Regions from separate parts of the Mus musculus genome. Here all the other regions are linked to region 1. The links are chromatin contacts, called in public HiCAR-type and promoter capture Hi-C maps. All regions are on one chromosome and are shown on one strand. The core of a region is the stretch at or near the end of the contact, and the rest is flanking DNA. Distances in the headings are between cores, read along the strand shown.

What was found. Promoter capture Hi-C pulls out the DNA fragments that hold promoters and counts their contacts. HiCAR-type assays count read pairs that join an accessible place to other places.
Region 2: a HiCAR-type map of astrocytes shows a contact between it and region 1, with 2.2 times the contacts expected there. The contact joins the promoter of Hmgn3 here to the promoter of Ttk in region 1. A contact is called at or near these places in 1 of 39 promoter capture datasets (the C10 cell line) and 1 of 115 datasets of contacts at active chromatin or transcription factors (astrocytes).
Region 3: a contact with region 1 is called in a promoter capture Hi-C map of liver, with 2.1 times the contacts expected there. The contact joins the enhancer-like site here to the promoter of Ttk in region 1. A contact is called at or near these places in 5 of 39 promoter capture datasets (the C10 cell line, the HPC-7 cell line, embryonic stem cells and 2 more), 1 of 115 datasets of contacts at active chromatin or transcription factors (large pre-B cells) and 1 of 9 other capture datasets (embryonic stem cells).

The regions. Positions count from the first base shown.
Region 1 is chr9:83,833,267-83,835,966 of GRCm38.p6, reverse strand. Ttk (Ttk protein kinase) reads right to left here and starts at 1,278. Exons shown (of 22, transcript NM_009445.2): 1 at 1,208-1,278; 2 at 43-196. The coding sequence starts at 178.
Region 2 is chr9:83,145,198-83,147,897 of GRCm38.p6, reverse strand. Hmgn3 (high mobility group nucleosomal binding domain 3) reads left to right here and starts at 1,291. Exons shown (of 6, transcript NM_026122.4): 1 at 1,291-1,467. The coding sequence starts at 1,453.
Region 3 is chr9:82,866,509-82,869,248 of GRCm38.p6, reverse strand. It overlaps Phip (pleckstrin homology domain interacting protein), which reads left to right. Exons shown (of 40, transcript NM_001081216.1): 40 at 1-2,740. Among named protein-coding and RNA genes, the nearest start is that of Gm38553, 15 kb to the right of the region's middle. Within about 2 kb of position 1,373, at least 6 of the 459 cell types and tissues checked have an H3K27ac peak or open chromatin away from gene starts, as enhancers often do. A contact at or near this core is called in liver, where this site is marked.

The sequences.
Region 1 (2,700 bases), core at 29-2,528:
TTTAGGTTTTTGTTTGCTTTTTTAAGCAAAGAAAAAACTCACCCGTGTGATCGGCACAGATTTTAGACAAGCTTAGCTCATCAGTACAGTCTTCATTTATCTTATTTTTAATATCTCTCATTTTGCTCATGATGGAATCAATCGTCACACTGCTGCCAATTAACTCTTCAGCCTCCATTTCTAAATTGTAACTCGTCTTTGGAATAAATAAGATAGAACATTAGTTTTGTAAACATATCTATCTAAATGTAACTGTTATGAGGTAAGTGTTAGTGGCAACTAAATCAAACCAGAGCAACAAAACCCACAAGGACATAGCTTGTAATTTACCAGAACAAAGTTTCAACGAACCAAAAACATCTATTCTTCCCAGTATGAAACAGCATTGAGGTTACACTGTGTGAACCTGGAAGATAATGCTCTCATGACGCTTTTGTGTTTTGAGTAAGGGTGTTAAGTAGCCTAGGATGGCCTTGCTCTCTCTGATTCTGCAGCTTATCTCCTTACATCTCCCAAGCACTAGCTGTACATAGATACACCACCACGTCCAGCTGACGCCTTTGAAAACTTCATTTCACTGAATGTCTTTCTTTCACCTACGGAACGTAAGGAATCCGTTTGGTAATGACAATAAGTTGTCCCTTTGGTCGCCTACCCTGCCAGAGTAAATATTGACATTGCGCGCATTCTGCATCCTTCTACAGATAAGCGACTTTCAGAAGTTTGTCCCAGACAAAGCCCTGATTTGTGCTTTTATCCTTCTAATGCAAGCATCGAGGTACTTGTCACAGTACTGGAGCCCAGGCGCTCCGGTTATCTGCATGAATGTGTTGGTTAATAGCCCACAGTCTGCAGGCTTTCTGTCACTCTGTCTGCCATTCTCCACAACGCAGTAACTAAAGCTCAGAGCCACCGCGGAGTGTTAACAATAAAAATGGGCCCAAAGGAGGGGAGCAAGGGGTTCCCCACCTCCTCCCAGCTCACAGCCACCCACGGGGGCAGGTCTTGAGAGTTACACAATCAGTCCTGACCCGCACGGCGCACCCGCTTCTGGGCCCTGCTCCCCCACCAGCAGCCCAGGACCTACAGGCCGTACCCGCCCGCCTGGCCGGGGGCTCAAGCGCCAGCTCGCTCGCCGCCACCCTCGTCACCCAGCAGCCTCCCGCCGGCCGCAGCCTCTCTGCCATGCCCGCTCTGATGCACCCACCTCTGAAAGCCAAGCTGCAGCCCAAACAGCAGCACCCCAACCCCTCTCCGGAAACACGTTTGAAATTTCCCCGCTGCCTTCCCCGCTACCTCTCATTGGTTACGGCTCGCCACGTGGAAGCGTGGGCCGTGATTGGCTCCTTGCGTCGCACCGCCCCTCCTGCGTTGAGGCCGGACCCACCCACTTCAAGCGGCCCGGGGAGTTACCCGCAGCTGCCGACGCGCTCGCCGTGCTGACCTGCGCCTGTACGGTCAGGGGTCAGGGTCTTTTTCTTTGGTGCTCTCCCGCTGGACCTTGCACTACCCTCCAGGGAGCCCTGGCCTCGCCTTCAACCCAAGACCCGCCCTTCTCTTTGTTAGAATTCTGGTCCCCTCCCTGTCGGGACATCCTGGCTGAGCTCCTTTCTCCGAACCATTCCCCCCCCCCGCCCCCATCCCCGTGATGCTGTCTCAGTTATGAGCTCAGCTGCTCTTAGGAGAAACGCTTCTCTAGGCTTTCTCAATGGTACCCAGCTCCCCTAGCAGACTGTGTGGTCCAGGGGAACGGTTTCATGGGCGAGAAATGGCGCAGATGCTGTGTTTTTGCTCTGGTTTACTCTTGATAGTTTTGCTTTGTGTAAGAAGCTACAGCAGTAGCCAGATCTCTCATCTTCATTCAGTAAGTGATGCCCTCTGTCACAAATTGCTGATACCCAAATCTGTGGATATTCCAAGTCTTTAAATAAAGAGGCATTGTACACACAACCTATGCTCTATTCCTGTATACATTTATTTTCTTTTGGTGGGGGAGGGGAGCTAGTTTGTTTTTGTTTTCGAGGCAGAATCTCACTGTGTGTGTATTCACTGCTGCCACAGAACTGACTCCCTTTGCAGAACAGGCTGGGGTTAAAGGCATGTGATTTAAATCTCCCAGCGTCCTGAATACTTTAAAATTTATCGTCTATGCATCATTTGTAATACCCAGTTGAATACAGAAGTGATACAAATAGATGTTATATAGTGTTACTTAAGAAATATTGACAAGTTGTTCAATAGAGACACAGGAAAAACATATTTTTTTCTCATCTACAGTTGAGTAAATCCATGAATGTAGAACCTATAGACACAGAAGGTTTAATGCAAAGTTAGTCTTTAAAGTATTTTTGGTCAAGCATAAAAGCTGAAAAGCAAACCTTAAAAAGATCAGACTATCTTCATGAAATTTAACTGTAGACTAGAACACAGCTCAGTAATATTTATAGAAATACAAGAAAACTCAACAGGGTTGTCGTTACACTCTTATGTAATTGAAAAAAAAATCACCAGACTTTGAAAACAAGAAAATGTAACTATTAAGGGGGAGGGGGAATAAGGGATCAATTAAAACAGACCAGAAATGACACAGATGACATATTTGGCTAATTAGGACATTAAAATAGTAATGTGTGCTGTATTTTATGCACTCCAAAAACTTAAGAGAGAATTCTATAAACATGTTAAAGAGAAATTCAGAGT
Region 2 (2,700 bases), core at 42-2,541, 690 kb after region 1:
AATCTTGCTTAGTTTGCTTTGTTTTTCCTGGAATTTCATATAAACAAAACCACCCAGTATAGTGTCTTGTATTGACTTCCATTTAGCATTTTTCTTTTGTTATTTATCTCATCAGGGAAAACTTATTTCTTTGATCACAGAGTAATATTCTACTGTAGACTTATCATGACTTGCTCACCCATTCCCTAGCATTCCCCCTGCAGCCCTTGAGATGGTCACAGTCCCGATTATAGCTTTGTGCTATAATAAACATAATATAATTATATATCATATTATATAATTATAATAGAATCAGTGCTATGATCACACTGATTGATTTTCAGGATGATTTGATTCACAGAACGAATCCTGTGTTCCCAGGTTCAACTCCCCTGGTTATGTATTAGCTTTTTAAAAATGTTGTTGAATTTGATTTGATAAAATTTTGTCTGTGTCTTTGTGCCTATGTTTATGAAGGATGTTGACCAAAAAATCCCCCCCCCCCCAGCCTCCCGGGTCTGAGGTCTTTAGTCAGGATAAAACCGGTCTTAAATAAATTCAGATAATGTATTTTGCAATTCTTTGCGGAATGTCGAGAAACATTACACTATACACAAAATGGTAACCTGGCAGGTGTCGTTTAAATGTACATATTTAATATATAAGTGATTTATTTGTTCCTACATTTCTCGATTTCCCCTTAGTTTCCACAACAAACATTTATATCAATTATAACAATTATTCACACATAGCTGAATAATTGGCTGAATTCATATATGACTTGTAACACAGACTTAAAGAAAAACAAAAAACAAAACAATTAGACCAAGGAACTATGGGGATGGGGGATGGTATTTGCTAGAGATGGAACTGAGAACCTTAGAAACTGTGGAAACTCTTCCAGAACAGACCTTCCTACCCTGTATAGACCCGCACCATGAACACCCGTTACAAGCTTTTATAAGTAACAATTGTACAAGGCACCCCGTGGCCCTATTTACTTTATAAAGTTAACCCAGCATTACTTAATACTAAACTTTTTTTTCCTATGAAGATGCACAATGGTTTAATCCAAAGAAGGCACGTCAAACAATGAAACTCCAAGTTAGTGCAGCCTGAAGGATACTAGTTGAACTGGGCATGCTCAGTCGCCAGGCAGATTTTTTTTTTTTTTCCCAGTGAAGTGGAAACTACAACTGCGCGTACCGGGTGAACGGGGGTGGGCGTGCCCTCGTGGAATTTAGAACGTTCTCTTAGCCAATGGGGCCTCGCGGCTGGCTGGCAGGGCTCGCCATTGGGGGACCGGGATGCGAGCGAGTGGAGCGCCGGGGGAGGAAGCGGAGGTGCAGGTCGGAGAGGCCGGGCTAGCCGAGCCCATTGCGGGAGTAGCAGCAGCGGCCAGGCAGCATCCAGCAGTGTGCCAGGCGGCCCAGAACATTGCTTTACTTTTTTTGCTGCACCAACGTAGTCATTATGCCGAAGAGAAAGGTAAGTCCTGTAAAGGGGGAAAAAAAAACCCTGCTCGCAGGCCCTCGAGTGTGTTTGGAGTAAGCCCCCTGCGCTGCGATGAACGCGGCGATGCGCCTAATAACTCAGGCGCTGGGCACGGCCGCTGCCCGCTCCTTCTGCAAATGCCTGTTGCTGACCTCGCTCGCCCCGCACGGAGCTCTGAGTGTTACTTTCCCTCCAGGGACGTCCTCCCCTCTCCATCAACTCCTGCTTGGAATGGTTTCCATCTCTTGCCAGCAGCCAGGGCGGGTATCCATCCCCCTCGCAGGAGTTTCCTCTTGGCAAACTCAGGTTGTTCTCAGGGTGGAGGGAAAGCAATGAGAGGAGTCTCCCGGGCCAGGGAAATCGAAAAACGTGGAAGCACTCAGAGGAGCTAGGCGGGGTCCGGAGTGTCCCCTGGGCCGTGCCCTGGGCGAGCGCGATGCGGGCGGAAGGCCGGGAGAGGGAAAGCCATGTTTCCCTACGCCAGCCCTGCTGCGCCGCGGACCCGTATGTACCCACTCCGGTGTCAATCACCAGCCGCGAGGGCGGGCGGGGCAGTGCGCAGCGCCGGGTAGGCTGCAAAGAAGGGGACTGGTGCCAAGCTCACTGACCCTGCCAAGGTCAGGGGCCACCAAGCCCCTGCCACTGTCCCACCCACGACCCCACGCTTGGCCAGGCAGGGAACCGAGGTCTTTTTAGTCTCTCCTTTGCCCCTGGTGGGTTGTGTCCCCTCCGCGCAGGGACGTCATGAGCCACACGTGGGGCCACACAGCTCCCTCAGGGTGGGGCTTCGACTTGTCATTGGACTGGTGAAGGAAGGGCAGATATTTTTCTACCCCTCCCAGAGAAAAGCGATGTGTGAGGATTGCGTCCTAAGAAAAAAACCTTCCTGCCACCTGCCCAAAGGACCCAAGTCAACCATCTTGGCCATTAAAGTTGAAACTTGGTTAATACCGTTTTCTCCCGAAGACTGTGCACTGTGTGTGTGTGTGGTTGCTTTATTTAAAACTATCAAAGCTTTAAAATTTTTAGAAGCTTTTGCTTCCTTATGCATCGTCACTAAGAATTTTATTATAAACAACTCCACTCCTTTAAAATGTATTTTATTACATTGATTGATTGATTGATTGTATTCACAGGAGGCACTGACACCCAGATTGCAGTAGTAGGCTCTCTCCTATCGTGTGGGTTGTGGGGATCTACAGCAAGTGTATTTACTCTTTGAGCCAG
Region 3 (2,740 bases), core at 124-2,623, 970 kb after region 1:
TACATTTATTTTTTTCTAACAAATATATTGAACTATATAATTAAAATTAAGTAGTTACTCTTCATAATGCAGAAACGGATGATGTTATAGAAAAATGAGTCGATTTCACCATTACTGAAAATGATAGTGTGTACATTGGAAATTTAAGTCATTAAAGTAATTAGTTACTTTTGAAGGGAATCTATTTGAGAAATGTAATTTCCTGATGTTATCTGCATTGTAGTAGAAAATTAGACTAAAATCCATTTTTATAAATAAATGTAGTTATAAGGTGTGTTCAATATAAGGAAGTGCGCACAGTCTTAGTGTGGAGGACCTCTAGAATGGGGCACAGAGAGTTCCAACCTCTGAGCAGTGATCTCCATCTCTCTTATAACAAGGAAATAGAACATTTCTGTGTTAAAGACACTGTGTATTCATGACCGTATTTGGACATTTTTAGACAATGGTTTCTTAGTAAAGTAAAATGACTTGGATTGCATTATTTGTAACTGAAAACTTAAGATATATTAATACCAGTTACAGATGTTATATTTTTATAATTTAGCTTCTGTACATTGCAGAAGATAAATTATGAACTTTAAATCATCATGTTTTGGTTTGTTTTACTGCTTGGAAAAGTCTCCTCTTTGCAACAGTAACATCCTGTATGTACTGTTTGTACGTCAGAAGGAGTTGTTAGCGCTCACTTAGGTATGCAGTAAGAAACATCTCGTTTATCAGAAAGGAAATTTATTATGTACATGGAACATAGATACCAGTTTTCAGGCTGAGTTGAGTGGTCCATGCCTATAATCCCAGCATTTGGGACATGGAGACAGGAACATCCAAGAGTTCAAAGTTAACCTTTAATGGCAAACCAAGTTCAAGACTAGGGCTATAAAAGCAGCAATACCAAAAAGCCTCAGTTTATATTTCTAATATTCAACCATATTGTTATACTATCCTGACTTCACGAAGCCCAAGTTTAGTAGAAGTTTCAGTGTTGTCACAGGAGTAGTTTAAAGACTCAGTCTAATTGCAGTCTCCCAGCCTTTGGAAGTAGAGATGTAGCATCCAAAGGTCTCACCCCTCACAGTCTCTCTAGAGAGGTCTTTGTCTTCTGCATAAACAGATAATTAAGGGCCTTATTTCCATTGTTGTTTTGCAGTGTTTCACTACAACTAAAGGTTGGTGGGTTACTAAAGAATTGTCATACTCTAATTAGATAGCTATGGAACATTTGTCAGATAGTTAGGCCACATCGGAGATACATGATTGATTGACTGGAAGCAGTTTCACTTGAAAATGACTTACGTAGGACAGTGAACAGCAAACATTCTCATACATAATCATTAACAGAACTGCCTCTTGGCTGTAGTGTAGTAGACTAACTGGAACCTTCAAGGGTTATTGAGATAAAGTTCAGCCCTGCATGATGTTAGCAGCGTTCACACAGTTAGTTTCAGTTGACAGTGTTTTATTTTGACATTCCATTTTGTATCATCATAGCTATCTATAAGCTTCTCTCCAATGTAAGTTAAAAGTATGTGGTTTCAAGCTTTCTATCTAAGAAAACAAACTGATTTTAATATTTTGTTTGCGTGAAGTTTATTTTTGAGTAGGTTGAAAGGACCAAGATACTTGAGTTACTAAAGGGCTATTACCAATGTTCATCCTATATGCAGGAGGTGTACAGTATTTTAAAAGTGAATAGGGTGGAGATTGCTTTTATTTAGAATGCATTAGCCCCATATTATCCAGAAGATACTGCTAACAGTAGTAGCTTAATTAGGCAGTAAGTTGTCTTAGGTTAAAAATTGGGAAAAGTACACCTTTTGTTTCCATCCAAAAAAATGATTTTTAGATGACTTCAACTAAAATTAATGCATCTACTAAGAAACTATTTTGTTTTTAATTATAATTATCAAAATGATCCAAATGAAAAGACATTCTCAACTATGTACAGTACTCCAGGAGGAGGTCTAATTGAGTCAGAAGACTGTAAGTACCACTTTGAGCGCTCTGGAGATCAACCCACACAAGTACAGTGAGTAGATTATCTGAGCTATAAATATATTTTTTAGTTTCAATAGCTCTGTTTTGAAATACTTTTTTAATGCAGATAAAAAAAATCAGGAAATTAACCTTATATGGCACAAACCAAATACATAGTAGTATATGGATGAGTTTCTACATTTAAAGAACTAAGAAGATAGGTTCAGGATTGTATTATAGTACATGCACTTACATGCAGATACACATGCTGATTACTTTCAAGGATGTGTGTGTTGGTTTATCACAACAATAAATTTAAAAGTAAGATACAATGTTACATTTTTAGACCATATTGAAACAGCAAGAAGAGACAGGTCTTAAAAAGTTATTAAGAAAACTACTTAATCCCACCATGGGATATTTAGAGGTCTAAATATAGCTCAATTTTAAAAAGCAACTGACCTAAAGGGTTAATGTTGTAACTGACACATTTCAAATTAAAATTATGTTTATTTTGTACAGAAAGCAATGTTAAACACAAGCAGATCTGTTGTATGTAATAAGTGACAGAGTTTTTAAAATTATTTAGCTTTACGGATGTTGTTTTATTTCTTCTAGACCTGGAGCACCGTGTCATAAGTGGCAGCCTTGCTCCACGGTAGCAGGCTCTTTCTTTTGTACATACTGATCGGACCTTCTTTACTGTTCCGTGGACACTTTCTATGTTAGTTTTGATGCATAATTCTTGGAATCCTTTTATACA